2 separate regions of the Hordeum vulgare genome follow, and region 1 is linked to region 2. A link is a contact called in public Hi-C data. All regions are on one chromosome and are shown on one strand. The core of a region is the stretch at or near the end of the contact, and the rest is flanking DNA. Distances in the headings are between cores, read along the strand shown.

Evidence for each region. Hi-C and Micro-C count contacts between places; a contact is called where the count stands out from the background.
Region 1: a Hi-C map of seedling shows a contact between it and region 2, with 3 times the contacts expected there. The contact joins the promoter of LOC123441905 here to the promoter of LOC123441884 in region 2. A contact is called at or near these places in 1 of 6 Hi-C or Micro-C datasets (seedling) and 1 of 1 datasets of contacts at active chromatin or transcription factors (embryo).

What each region holds. Positions count from the first base shown.
Region 1 is chr1H:419,831,157-419,833,856 of MorexV3_pseudomolecules_assembly, forward strand. It overlaps LOC123441905 (PTI1-like tyrosine-protein kinase 2), which reads right to left and starts at 1,339. Exons shown (of 6, transcript XM_045118083.1): 1 at 626-1,339; 2 at 282-529. The coding sequence starts at 986.
Region 2 is chr1H:419,474,263-419,476,962 of MorexV3_pseudomolecules_assembly, forward strand. It overlaps LOC123441884 (endo-1,3;1,4-beta-D-glucanase-like), which reads right to left and starts at 1,384. Exons shown (of 7, transcript XM_045118071.1): 1 at 1,035-1,384; 2 at 917-938; 3 at 399-525. The coding sequence starts at 1,185.

The DNA of each region.
Region 1 (2,700 bases), core at 89-2,588, 360 kb after region 2:
CCACCCGTGCACGCACGATCCATCCCAGTCCCAGCCGCTCATCGACAACGAACAGCAGCAACAACCACGTACTCCAATCCAACGAACCACCCCCTCCCTGCTCCTGCTGCTGCTCCTGCTGCTGGTGATGGATCAGTCGCGTTGCGTGTAGAAACTAAACTTAAGGTTGGTACGCGAAACAAAGGCGGCGTGCGCACATGGACATGGACATGGACATGGACATGGGCATGAGACGTGAGCCGATAGATGTGGGATACGCATGTGCGGGTTGAAGAGATTACCTGGACGCGGAACTCGCGCTCGCCCTGGCGGCGGGGGTCGAGCTGCAGGCGCTTGACGGCGGCCGGTGTGCCGTCGCCGAGGCGGCCGCGGAAGACGACGCCGTACGCGCCCCGACCCAGCACGTTGCCCTCGCCGAACCCGTCCGTGGCGCGCTCCAGCTCCCTGTACGTGAACACCTGCGCCCCCCTGCTCCGCGGCTGCACCACCGCCAGCCCCAGCGGCCCCAGCCGCCCGCCGTATATGCACCCTGCGCCGTGCCACACCACCCAAACCAGTTATCAGCACCACAGTGGAGTAGTGCTGCATTGGTCAAGCGAGCGAGCGAGCGAGCGCGCACGCTTACCTGTGGCGGCGTAGCACCTGCCATTTTGGTAGCCGCGGACGCTGCTGCCGCAGCTGGACGCCGGCGCGCCCGGCTTGTCGCCGTCCACGCTGTCCCCGGCGGCCACCAGCCTGAGCTTCGCCCGGCGGGTCAGCACCAGGATGACCGCCACGGCCACGAGCAGCACGAGCCCTATGGCCAGCGCCGAGAGCGGCAGTATGGCGAAGAGAGGGTTGGAGCGGCCGTCGTCACCGCCGCGCCGCAGAGGCGCCGGCCAGGGCGACAGGGGCCAAGGCGCGAGGAGCGCGTCGGCGGCGACGTCGGCGGCGGCGAGCGGAGACGGGGCCGGCGGCGAGGGGCTGAACGCTGACACGCCTGCCATCCCGGCCCGAGGATGGCTGGCCGGGTGAGCACCGAGTAGCAGAGCACTCGGCAGCTGCAGCAAGTGGTGGAGCGGTGTACAGGGAGATAAAGGGTGTGTAGCGTACCCGCGGAGGGAGATATTATAGGAGACGAGGGGCGCGCGAGAAGAGCGTAGGGTGGGGTGTCCTCTGAATCTACTACTACCTGAACTGAATGTTGCCCAGCAGTACTTTTGCTTTGCATTCCCTGCGCAGCCTGCAACAGCCCGGTAGCTCGCCGGGCCAAACGCCGGTGCGGCCGATGTGGACGGGGGGCGGTAGATGCGTGCGGGCGGGCAAGGCGCCGAAAAGGAAGAGGACCGGGCACGGCGCACATCACATGCGGCCACCGTTAAATTCCCGGCTCGTGAGCGTCGTTTGGTTGCGTCTCGCGTTGCGCGCGCGCGCGCACGCACGGGAAGCAGCCCTGCGGGCGAAGGTGGCAAAGGGCGCTGGCTGGTCCCGGCGGCCGCGCTTATTAACTCTGCCGTAATACGGACGTCTGACGTCTAGAAGTTGCCTCTTCTGATGGTCAGGTCAGGGGGCCGTATCGTATTCGTAGCAGTACCGCCAGGGTATGTGCATCGCACACGTGAGCTGGCCTGGTCTCGTCGCATCATCGTAGGTTTAACGTCTCTCGCGAGGTAGATTGGGTTTTACCGCCCCGAGGTTCGGTTCGGGAAGCAGACAAGGTTGATGACAGAGATGAGCCGCGCATATCCGTAGCGATTTCGCTGCGTAGATCCATCCACCGAACCCTCCGTCTCGGACGTGGTGTACGCTTTCCATGCATGCGCCAACAAATGCCGCGCCTGCTTCCAACAAATAACTCACGCGACTGCCTTCGTCACGTACTAATGAGCAATGCTACGTCTATGTAAACGTTTACATACGTTTATGTGATAGCCTGACTTGGCAATAATTAATTAAATTAAGAGAAGGATGAGGCTCATCCATCCCTAAAAATCAGGAAAGGCATGTTTAGATTAGTTAAAAGGTTTAGTAAACTTTGTAGGCTTTAGTAGGTCTAACATTTTCACGTACTAATGTTCTTTTTTTGGACTACTGTTACTGGCATTATTATTATATCACTTTACCCATCCCGTGCCAGTACATGTCCTTCTAACGTAGTGTTAGGAACCAATGAAAGCGCGAGAGACGGAATTGGCACTTCCGCTTCTTTCCCGAACTCTAGCTGCGCATAACCAGTTCGGGAAAGATCAACGATATAACATTGTGCGCTTCTTTCCCGTGATTCCTAAACCCTGTTTCTTCCCCGCAAGCATAAAAAAATTGAAAGAAAATATTTATACGAATCTTCGTGTAATATCAATGATATAAAATTTAGACGTGCAAAGTAACGTATCTTTTCATCATTAGTAAACAAAGCAGCAATATAATTCAGTTTCATGAGGTGTTCGATAATTTTTTTATTTTCATAACCATGAAAAGGATCCGACTCTACTATACGAGTCAATTCAGGTTCCATAAAGAATTCATAGTCCTTATCAGTGACAAATATAGGAGAAGTGGTAAATTTACGATCATGTTTCATTTTTTTATTATAGATTTTTCTTTTAGTTTGCATAGTAGTTTCTTCAAATCATTCCTATCTTCACAAGAAATAAAGTCCCTAGCTACTTCCCATCCATAACATAATTTTCAGGTACATAGGGCAATTCATATCTATTAGAA
Region 2 (2,700 bases), core at 134-2,633:
GAACAATTAGTTCGTTTATATTAGAAAGATTAATAACCATAATGCCACATCACCTTCAGCAAGAAGTAACTTCAGAAATTGACACAACTCCATTTAAAAAAAAAAAGCGTGTCTTCACCCTCAGGCGACACAGGGGCCTACATATATTCTTACAATGTCATATCAAGCTGCCATATACGTGCTGTTAGGTTAGGACCTATTGGTTTTGTCATCACATCCCACCCTTGGTCACTTTAGTTAACACTGTCTGAATCAAAGTACCAAGGCCAGCAATTGCATGTGATCCAAACTGGAAAGCTTTTGGAACATATACCTTAACATAAATTAAAGCAAGGTGACCCGAACATTTACAAGAAAATAAAAGGAACAAGGTTTGAGGGAATCAGGAGACAACAAACCGGGGCATGCTCCTTTAACCACACTTGTATTGGTCTGTCGGCGTTTTCAGGTACATATGGATCCCCATGTAAGAAATCTGGCACCACAACTAAATATCCAGACGAAGCGACTTTATCGGCTATCTTCCTTCATGAGGAAAGGACTACATCAGAACTCCTTCATAGCTGACACTTGTTGGTTGCGACAAAGCAAAGTAGAGGGCGAAGGCCATCATTCATAAAACAAGAATTCGACTAACTATTCAAGATTTAACAGACAGGTTAAAATCCCACCATGAATTATTATTAGAAGAAGGCTTCAGAGAGTCAGGGGACTAAATTGCCAATTTCTGAACAATATGCACAACTTGACAGAAGAAAAAACGGCATGGGAAAGGCAATACGGTCACAACTCACTACTACCGCATGACGAACAGGACAGCACTCTGCGGACTCTACAGGCATGTCGCTGCTAAACCAAAAGATGCAGGTGCAAAACAGAGCTCGTGATGTGTCAGAGAGCAAAAAAAAACGTATACCTCAGATTCGGCGCTTCAAACCCTGCAGGGGGGAGACATGAAGCACTGTTAACTACTCCCCAGCAGAGGAGAATCCGGGTTATGAAAAGATAAGAGTTCTGGTCGATGGGGGGATTACCGAAGACGTCGGAGATGAGGACGACGGCGGCCTTGGACTCTCGGGCGCCGGAGACGTACGCCGTGATCCCGCCGAAGCTGTCCACGACCTTGCCCTCGCCGCCGGCGGGGTTGAGCGTCGGCGGGTCCGCGCAGCACTGCGGGGTAGCCATCCTGCCGAGTGCCGAGGCCGCTGGTTCCTGGGGACTGGGGCTGGGAGGGATACGAGACCAGCCGACTGAGCTGAGGAGGAGGAGGAGGACCAGGCGACGGCAGCGCAGCGACCCGAGGACAGCGGAACGCTTTGACGGCGAGTCGTTCCGAATCTGCTCGTGCAGTGGAGACTTTTTTGTTTACTTGGCGGTATCGAGGCCGCGCACCAGGGCAGGCAGGGTGACCTCACTGCTGACCCAACACTGATTTCGTTTGTTGCTTTGCTTTCTGTCCTGTGGCGGTAGCGACCGGCCAGGCCTGCCTGCCGCCGGCGCCAGTCGTGGAGAAATGGGACACGCTGTGAATTAAGAGCATCTCCACGCAGTTGGCCCGGGTGCCTTTTTGACGTTGCCTCAGCGCTTTTTTCGTGACATCAACTTTTTAAATTCGTCTTTCTCGCTGTTAAAAGAGACGTCACGAGTTCGACGATCATCATGCCACAAGTCGACGATCAGTATGTCATAGTTCCTCGACGATCATCATGCCACAAGTCGGGGATCAGCATACTCTAATAGTTCGGCGATCGGAATGAAGGGATAATAAGGGTGAAACGAATCAAACGGCCGGCTCGGCATGGCGCGACTCCTCTGCCGTGGGACTGGTTTGGGTCGTCGTCGACGTAGTCCGGCTCGTCGTCGACGTGGTTACTGCATTCGGACTGGGCGTCGTCGTTGGTGATGTGGTCGTGGTCGCCGCCGGCACGGGCATCTAGCTTAAGATGAAGTCGCGCTCCACGAGGTACCACACCTTCACGTGCCCTTCCATCGTCGACGTGTCTGCCCCCATCAAGTACGCCAGGTCAGTGTTCCTTTTCTTCGCGACAACGTTGATCATCAACGTCGGCCACCAAATGTCGGATTTCTCCTCCCTCCTGGCAGCACTGCTCTTGACGTCGGCGATGCATTGCTCTATCGAAGCTTGCAACCGTTCGGCAGCGGGCGTTGATAACCCACAAATATAGGGGATCGCAACAGTTTTTGAGGGTAGAGTATTCAACCCAAATTTATTGATTCGACTCAAGGGGAGCCAAAGAATATTCTCGAGTATTAGTAGTTGAGTTGTCAATTCAATCACACCTGAAAGACTTAATATTTGCAGCAAAATATTTAGTAGCAAAGTAGTATGGAAGTAATGGTAACGGTGGAAAACGTGAGAGTACCAGTTTCGTAGTGATTGTAACAATAGCAACGGAAAAGTAACTTAGCAAAGACCAATATGTGGAAAGCTCGTAGGCAATGGATCAGTCATGGATAATTATATCGGATGGCATTCATCATGCAACAGTCATAACATAGGATGATACAGAACTAGCTCCAATTCATCAATGTAATGTAGGCAAGTATTCCATATTTAGTCATATGTGCTTATGAAAAAGAACTTGCATGACATCTTTTGTCCTACCCTCCCGTGGCAGCGGGGTCCTAATGGAAACTAAGGGATATTAAGGCATTCTTTTAATAAAGAACCGGACCAAA